Linked DNA regions of Rattus norvegicus: region 1 is linked to region 2. A link is a contact called in public Hi-C data. All regions are on one chromosome and are shown on one strand. The core of a region is the stretch at or near the end of the contact, and the rest is flanking DNA. Distances in the headings are between cores, read along the strand shown.

Region 1 (4,764 bases), core at 108-2,607, 180 kb before region 2:
AGAGTATTTTCATATCTCTTTTGATGATTGCCTCATAAAGGTATCCATATGTTAGTCTGGTAGCAGAACCGATTTTATTGCAAATCAGAGAGGAAGGAAAAAAGCCCGTCAAAACCTTCCGAGGGAAGAAACAAAATGAAACAAAAACCATATGTTGACCTTTCCCCCTTCACTGTTCTTTATATTTTCACAGTCTGCGTCGGTCTGGATTCCAGTTAGTACCTGAATACAAGACGCTGGGTCTGAGGGTAGGAAATTAGAGCCTTAACAAGTCCCCTAGCCAAATCAGAAAGTTAGAAAAAGAGATTCCCTCTCATATTAAATGCTGCTTTTCTGAGTTCCATTTGCTTTTGAGCTTTCAAAGTTCTATGATGGGTGTTTCACCTCACCCCAACCCCACCCTGCTCAGTTGTAAAACAAGTCACAGAAGACAGGATTCACCAAAACCTATGTCCTTTTCTGTGCCTTCCACCTTTATTATCCCACAGGGTAATATAGAGAAGTTAAAAAAACAAAGTGGAGTAGGTTTATGATCAGCATTTAGAACTGTATCATCAAAACCTTCTTTCAGGACCATTCAGAACTGGAGCAAAAGGGGATGGAAGGAAGCACATCATTAATGATCACTTACAGAGCCAACTAGGGGCAACAGATGAGAGGACGTATGCGTGTGTGGAAAGGAGAATTACAACATTCTGTTTGTCGGTCAAGCTATACCCAGAGTTCTCAACATGTCTCAAGCAAGGCTTAGGATGGGTCTTGTTGCAAAAGCAGGATTCATCAATTGTGTCCGGAGAGAAGTGTCAGGGAGGAGCAAACAATGCTTTATTTCCAAGCCCGCCTCACACTAGGCTTCCTCAGAGCCTCTCATAGCTTTAAGCCAAATTGTACCCTGTGGGCAGCAGCTCCCAGCTGGTTGAATGAGGAAGGGTGGGGGGCAGAAGCTGTGGCCGATGTGATGATTACAACTTCCTCCAAGCCCCAATTTGCATTTTCCTCTTGAAAAACAAAAGAATTAGAGCTTTTAATCATTTTCGTCTAGGTTTCTACTTTCCACTGATTCTCTGGAGCTCTTCACATATCTTCTTCAAAGATCTATCTCTGGGATAGAGAAGATGGGAATGGTCTCACTCAACCAGAAGTCTGTTGTGTAGTCTCAGGGATGACTGGAATCTCTGGGTTGAGATATTCTCCATCTTCTTAACTGATTTCTTACAAAATTTCTAAGGGCCTTTAGGGAGGACTGGCCACAGGTACAGGAAACACTGATGAGTGTTCCTTAATATGCAGGTACTCCACCATGGCCAGGAAACCTTTGAAGGCTGGTAAAACACTTTGTCTGATCCAAAATGTTCAAAGGCTACTAGGAATCATGACCTAGAGGCTCATGTGATCCAAAAGCAAAGGCTTATTCAAATTACAGCAGAGGGCAGGTCCTTAGAAAGCTGCTGGTCCATGTCTATATTCAGCATCCTTTGCATGATATATAACTACCTGTCTGTGGATTTTCTCACAGAGGGGAAATTAAAAAATTCAAAAGTCTCTATCATCAAAAGAAACTGGAGAAGTGCAGGCCCAGCCTCACAGAGGAGCTGAAGTAGTCAATGCTTTGACTCCCACTGCAATCTTTTGTCTTGCCTGTCTATCAGGATTCATATCTCTAAAGTCATATTTGTTGTTCAAGTGATTCCATGCAAAAATCTTCAAATGGTCTGAAAATATGTGTTCAGAGTCCTGAGCTCATGGGAAGTCCCCTAATGAAGAAGTCTATCTGATGATACTAAAGTCACTTGTTCTGCACTTAATGACACCCTGCACCCATTTTTTTTCAGGAACAATCTCAAAATTCCCTGTTTATCACATTTGATTAAAAGTTCTGAAAAGAATCCACAAGGGGTGTTAATAATTAACCGAGGAACAATGTGTTACCAAGCGTTAGCCTCCCATTAAATGTTCTGGGTCAGAGAAAACAGAAGTGTTAGTTTGCTAAAGGGGATTGGTTCAGAATATCAGAACTATCTTAAGCTGTAATGTCTTCAGTACGTTCTACTCAAAGAGGGGTCCTACTGTCCACCCTATCTAAGGCAGTCCCCACCCTCAATTCCATTACCCTATCGATTCTTTCAAGGCATTTACCAAAATTCGACATGGTCTTATTTATTTATTTGATGGCTTGTACTTTGTCTCCTTTTGCCTTCAAATCCATTTGAATGTGAGGTCTCTAAAGCCAAGGACTTCTGCCACTCGGAATAGCTCTGCAGAGAGTCATTGCTGAATGAATGAACGAACCCATTTTAATACCCATGGGTAGATGGGCTTGTGAATGGTTAGAGAAGCTGGTCGGCCTGTTATTACATCCCCAGTGCACATCATTAGTGCTCAAGAGATGAGTGTTGTCTAAGTAAACGAAGAGGGCTGATCCGCACTATTTTTCATGCTCAAATCAAGTTCATGGGGGAGTGGGAGAAATGAGTGATATTCCAGCCCTTCACAGGATTGGCATAAATCTGGACTCCTTCCGTCATGGCAAATAATAGAAAAGACTAGTTTTCAGATTGCCTTGAGTCTGGAAATAGATCTTCAGAACAGTTGACGGTAGGGTTAGAATTTAAAGATCTTTAGAGACTTCAACACCGAGTCACTGAAAACAGAAAACTGTTTGAAACGGACAGAAACGGGTTCCATCTGGCAGCAAGCCCTGTATCAAGCAATATAGCAAAATATCTGTGAGCTCTGGGGGAGCAGGAGAGTGCAGCACACTGTAATATGAGGCGGGCTCATGAGGGGGATTATGAAATGAAAGCCTAGAGAGTTATCTTTCTACAAAACTTGGCATTCCTGAGGTTTTAATTAGAGTGGGAACTTAAGTTTCACTCTATTTCAAGATTCATTTGGAGAAACTGGAGATATTCCAGCAAGATTTGGAAAAAAAAACTGATTAACTGGATAGAAAACAGAGTTAAGATGTAGGCCTCCTAGATCTTAGGAAGACATGGCTGAGCAAGGTGACTTAATCACTGTGGCGAGGTAAACGCAAGGTTCTGATCCTCATCTCCCCTGAGGACTAGACATCCAATGCTCTGAAGAACAGACATGGAGAAATAGGCTCTATGGACACCCAATGCATTTCCATTTAGAATCAGGAAAAAAATTGGTTGAACCGGGGAAACATGCTGAACCAGGACCTGTGGGAAGAGGTTGCTACCCTGGAGATCTCTAAATGTAGGATGATTACCATCTGCTTTGGAAGGCTTGGCTAGAGGCAGGGGACTGGACCTAAGGACCTCTTGGCTTTCCATCCATCTCTGAGTCTGTGTTTAGAGGATTGCGGTGACTAAGCACCCCCATTCCTCAGGAATCCTCCATTCCCATCACAGGACAGACCCAACACTGTCCAACTCTGAATGGCTTCCCTTGGGAGGAGCTCAATTGTTCTTCTCAGTACTGGAAGGAAACTGATAGTGTTGCTTCAGCTGCTTCCCTTCTGCAGCCCCCACAGAGAGAGGCCAGCTTTTGTCCTGTTGGGGCTCCTAACATGTTGCAGCAGGCGCTTCTCCATCTTGTGTGGGATTAGAAGGTGGGTGCAACTGGACATAGTCATGGGTTGCCAGATCTCCGAGACATTTGAGATCCAGTTTGGATCTATCCCCTTGTTTCTCAGACTAAGAATTAAAAAAAAAAAAAAACTCTCAAGGAATTCAGCTGGTTCTTTCTGCATTGGACTGAATTGTAAACCCCTTGACCCACAAGATTTACTGTTACCTGCGTCTGTACTTTAGCTAGGAGGAAATTTTTTGATGAAGATGAAGGGCCTAAAATCCTATCTTTGGTAGCTTAGCTAGAAGTGAGACAGTGAGAAGGGAGAACACACATGCTAGTAGAATTACCACCAGCATTGCTGTTATCCTCAAATACAAGGGAGGCATTTGAACCAAGGGCATTGAAAGTCCTACTGCCAGTTGCAGTATGTTATATTTCTATAAAATTATGGTTTCAAAAATAATAATGGGTAGATGTTCAATCGATGGCCCAAAGGATGAATTTGCTTAGAAGATCACTTATGTGATTGAGTCTCTCAATCTTTTTGAGACTCTAAAATGGTTAACATTAATTCTAATTTATTTGTTCTGAAAAAGGTTGTATGTGGGAATGATATGGTGTGTGTGTGTGTGTGTGTGTGTGTGTGTGTGTGTGTGTGTGTGTTATATGCAGTTAGTATATTCAGGTACTTGAAGAAACCATAAATCTTCTTTAACTGCTCTCCACCTTATCTTTGAGGCAAAGTTTCACACTGAACATAAAATCATTGGTTCAGTTAAGCAAGGTTGGCTAGGCTATGAGCTTCAGGGACTGTCAGTCTCAGTCACACCCCATACCCCTGGGGCTAAGGTTATAGGTACCGGCTGGCACACTAGGCTTTATACGTAGGCCTTGGGGATCTGGATCCTTCTGTAGCAAGCATACTACCAGCTGAAGTTCTCTCCCCAGACCACTTTTTCTATTGAAAGAGTTATTTCCTCATGTCTGCTGAGTGCTCTAGAAGCTTGTGCTGTAATTGTTTCCCGTACAGTGAAGCTTGTAAATCAGTTCTTCTGTGATGCCCTCTTTCAGTGTTGGCTTCCTATCCCAATGACCTACAGGGATTGTCTATTACTAGTGGTTCAGTGTCTGGAAAATCAAAAGCAACATCTTCAGCTACCAATGAAAGCCAGGTTGATCCAAGTCAGGTCTTTAGACTTGCCATTTCTTCCTGTTTATCCGGAC
Region 2 (4,410 bases), core at 966-3,465:
ATGGATACTATTATTAAAGTCTCTGAAGCAAGACAGGTGGTCAGATGAAAAAGCTAAGCACAGACCAAGAAGAATGAGACAAAATGAAATCCACATTTGCCTTCTGTTGCATCTGATTTCCTTGCTATGGAGCTGCATGTATGCCTGGCCCATGACTCAGGCAAGGTATAAGAAGAGATCCATTGAAGCCAAATAAAACTTTCCCACAAAGTGAGTCAGAGGATTCACAACATGCACAAAACTGCAATGGAACCTAGGGGCCAGTCATTCTACTTCCAATACTGTGCGAAATCTACTGCTTTTCCCATAATTCTAAATCACTCAGGGAAGGGGTATTTAAGCAACAGATTTTCAGTCAATAGAAGATGCCTTTCGTGGTCAAATAATCCAGCTACCAGTGTACTGGTCAACTAACTCTAGACAATGAATCTGCTCAGCAGAGTTTGGACAATTTCTCCAAATAAGAACAGTTTGGCACACTACAGAATCACAAGCTAAATGAGCAGCTATTTACACCTCTAAGTTTTTCCACATCCCAGGTGGTACAAGTAGATATTAAAAAATAGTAAGATGGGTGGGTAACAGAGTAATCATGGACAAGGGCAGTAGGCAACAGAGTAGATGGGGACAGGGACAGCATCTAGACTTTACAAATCATACCTTATTCATTAAGACTTGTATCATTCTATTTTGTCAGTCACACAAATGTAGCTTTAGTATGAGAAGAAAATTAATTTCAAAAAATATTCAGAAGGATGCATTGTAATAACTGGGAAGCCTGCTGGCTACTGCGGAAGGGGCTATATTTCTAAAGGGAGGCAGGTGTAACTAAAAGCATAAGGAAAGTACAAGTCAACTGTCCTCCAAGATACTCAACTGCTCTTCGCTGGTAACAGCAACTTTCGATCTTCTTTACCACAACCCCTAGGGAGTAATCTGTCCTTCCCTGACTCTTCATTACTTAATTCACCAGCGAAACGTTGGCTTGCTCTCTGAACTAGCCACCTTCCTGCCATCTTTGTGTTTCCATTGCTCTCACTGTGATCCTGCCAAGACTAGCCTACCAGCATTCCAATTTATAACCCAGTGCCATATTGCCTCTGTCCAGTCCATCCTCGCAGTTAACAATGGTGACATTTCCAAAAAAAACCCACAAGCTTGTCTCTGCAGCCCAGTGTCTTTATTTCATCTTCTGCATGAAGGCTTTGTCGTACTTCCACTGTGCTTTGAATTTATAGAAATCCCTCGTCCTGATTTTTAAAATCCTATAAGACATTACTCCTGTCAACCTCTCCAAATCTCATGTGCCATCCTTCCAGACCAACACAAGTAGACACCGACAACAGGGACCCTCCAGGTTCCTCAAACCCTCATGTATTTGCATGCTTTTCACCTTCACATGTGATGCTCATGTCATGCCTGATACTTTCCTCACTTGAGTAGAGCATAAACTCTCCGAGGACAGGAAACTTGTGCAGCTTACTTTTCCAGGTTCTAGCACAATTAGCTTTGCACAGTAGTTCAAGTCCTTGCATAGTGCTTTGCACAGTAATTCGAGTCCTTGCACAGTGCTTTGCACAGTAGCTTGAGTCCTTGTATGGTACTTTGCACAGTAATTCAGATCCTTGTATAATGTTTTGCACAGTAGCTCCTTAATGAATACTTCACAAGGGAAGGAGGGGAGGTCAGCTGATAGAAGCAATCACTTCATTAGAGTTCTATCTTCATATCCCCGTTTCAAAACCAGCCATGTCTTCCTGGCTTATTCTTTACACCCCTTTATGTGACTCCAGCTCTTGCTTCTCTGGTTTCTGCTGTGGTGCCTGCTTGCAAAGCACGTGTGGACTCCTGTTCAGTGTAATCTTACGTAGAGCTCTCTAGCTTCTCCTGCACTCGCCATTCTCTGTAGACAGATTGTTTCGTGTCGATACAATAGCAAGAACTGTGCTTTGCGTCTGAAGAGCTGGCTTGGGAGTTATGGGGAGATGGGTCTTGTGCTATGTGAACAAATCATCAATAAATAAGACAGTGAATAATGGTGCCTGATGACCTTGCTTGTTCCTCCTTGTGTTTTTCAGAATTCTCAGAATCCTGACCTGTCTCTCAAGCCCTGTTTCCAGAAGCCAGCCACTATTCACACAGTTGTCCTTAGCTGTGGACAGATTTCTAGGCTTTGTTTGCCTTCTCAGAATTACCTTTGACCCTTATTTCATGAATCCTATCAGTTTGTTTGAACTACAGTAAGATTGCTACATTCTCATGGTTGCGCTGCCCACCTTGCTCAACTGAACCTTCTCTTTCATTCTGTATCTCTCTGATTTACCATTTTTAAAGACTGGGTAGCTAGTTCCTGTGTTACTTTAATTTGTTGTAAGTAACTAGTTTCACTCTGCATGTCCAAAGGCATGACTGGGAGAACAGAGAAATTACATCCATAAAAATTAAGGAAACTCAGCAGAATGACTAATTTTATGTCGACTTGACTTATGGCGAGCGTGCTGAGACACCCAATTAAGCATTCTTTCTGTGTATCTCAGTGAGGATGCTTCTAGACGAGATTAGCATTTGAACTGGTAGTGGACGAAGTAAATCATATGATCTTCAAACCGGGTGGGTGTTGTGCAACTGTTGAGGGCATGAATGGAACGAAAACTTGAAGTAGCATTTAGTTCATTCTGTCTGAAAGCCTGGGCTGGAATACTGACCCTCATGCTTGTCAATTCTGGTCCTCCAACCTTTACTCATGAACTTGCATATGCATCATAGGCTCCCCAGCCATTAAACCTTTAAGTTGTCAAGTTTCTAGGTGTGTAGGTAGCATTGGAAGTCTGTGAGACATTTCAACTCCCATCAACATATGAACTAATTATAAATATATACATATAAAATCTATCTTCTACCTTTCTATCATCTATCTGCATTTACACACACACACACACACACACACACACACACACACACACACACACACACACACACACTCCTAACGATCCTCTGTAGACTCCTGGGTGAATACACACAGCAGTGTCTCTTGAATTTTACTATACATGTAGAGACACACCATTATTCTACACAACTGCATAGACTCCCACATTTTGAGCCTTAGAATGCATTCAACCATCCCACTATTGGCTGGCATACGTGGAACATTTTCTTTATGTTTACAGTGCAGCTATTCCTACAATCCTCATTGCTGGCATTTGTCATTGTGCCTCACGAGAAAAAGACCATCTGAATTTTTCCCATGACACATGCTCCCTCACAGGTCCACAGAAGCAGTCAGCTAGTAATAGTGACTGCTGGCGATAAGAGTAGTATCTAGCCTCCCTTGTGGTAATACTTTAATTTTACAATAAGGAAAATCCAAGTATGTATTACTTGAAATATTAAATACTGTTTAAAACATCAGTGAAACCAATATTGGCTAAAATCTTTTAGGCTTCTGTTCCAAGAGTGCCTTTCATGGAGAACATTCAAAGGTGCTTGTGGAATTGAACTTTCTCTAGTTTCATCTCTGCGGTGGGGTTGCAAAATCTTGAAAACTGTATATGACTAGACAAGCCTGGGAGGAGGCCATGTGGGTGGCTTGTCATCCAACTGAGCAGCATGGGCCTCGGTCTTTGGTGTCAACTGAGAACATTCAACTTTTACTTTCAACGTTGCCTCTTGCGTAATGAGAGCGGAGTCTAATAAATGGAAACGTCTTAGCATTTTATCACAGATGATTCCTGGAACCTAGTTGCTTGCGTCTCTGAAAAAATCTATCCAGGACTTCCCAGAAAAGACCAGGCCTGGAATCTAGGATTGCGTCATGGTGCATAGATTGGGTGCTACCACTAAGTCAGTAGGGCATCACGGGGCCATCATCTGGCCTCAGGGTCATTGGAGTACATTGGAAAGGTTTGCTAAGGATAAATCAAGATACCTCCTGTGATATTTATTAGGATATCATTTCCTAACTGTTGCTACCATCTCACATAGTTTTTGTAACATGGTGTGAAGATGTCAGGTGTCACTATCCCAGCATTCCTGGAGGACTCTGTTCCAGACATGCTGATGCTTAAATCTCTTTCTCCTTTTATTGGATATTTTTTTACTTACATTTCAAATGTTATTCCCTTTCCCGATTTCCTGTCCATAAGCCTTCACACTCCCCTTCTTCTATAAGGTTGTTCCCCCTCCCCTACTACCCCCCCTTCCTACCTTCCCACCCTGACATTCCCCTATACTGGGTGGGGCCGGTTCAACCTTGGTAGGACCCAGAGCTTCTCCTCTCATTGGTGCCCAATAAGTCCATCCTCTGCTACATATACAGCTGGAACCATGGGTCAGTACTTGTATAGTCTTTGGGTAGTGGTTCCCTGAGAGCTCTTGTTGGTTGGTATTGTTGTTCTTATGGGTTTGCAAGCC

Evidence for each region. Hi-C and Micro-C count contacts between places; a contact is called where the count stands out from the background.
Region 1: a contact with region 2 is called in a Hi-C map of liver, with 7 times the contacts expected there. The contact joins two enhancer-like sites. A contact is called at or near these places in 2 of 12 Hi-C or Micro-C datasets (both in liver).

Annotation. Positions count from the first base shown.
Region 1 is chr7:24,204,199-24,208,962 of GRCr8, reverse strand. The region is part of intron 2 of Igf1 (insulin-like growth factor 1); the gene reads right to left. Among named protein-coding and RNA genes, the nearest start is that of Igf1, 36 kb to the right of the region's middle. Within about 2 kb of position 1,357, at least 1 of the 93 cell types and tissues checked has an H3K27ac peak or open chromatin away from gene starts, as enhancers often do. A contact at or near this core is called in liver, where this site is marked.
Region 2 is chr7:24,027,041-24,031,450 of GRCr8, reverse strand. No RefSeq gene overlaps it. Among named protein-coding and RNA genes, the nearest start is that of Igf1, 140 kb to the left of the region's middle. Within about 2 kb of position 2,215, at least 2 of the 93 cell types and tissues checked have an H3K27ac peak or open chromatin away from gene starts, as enhancers often do. A contact at or near this core is called in liver, where this site is marked.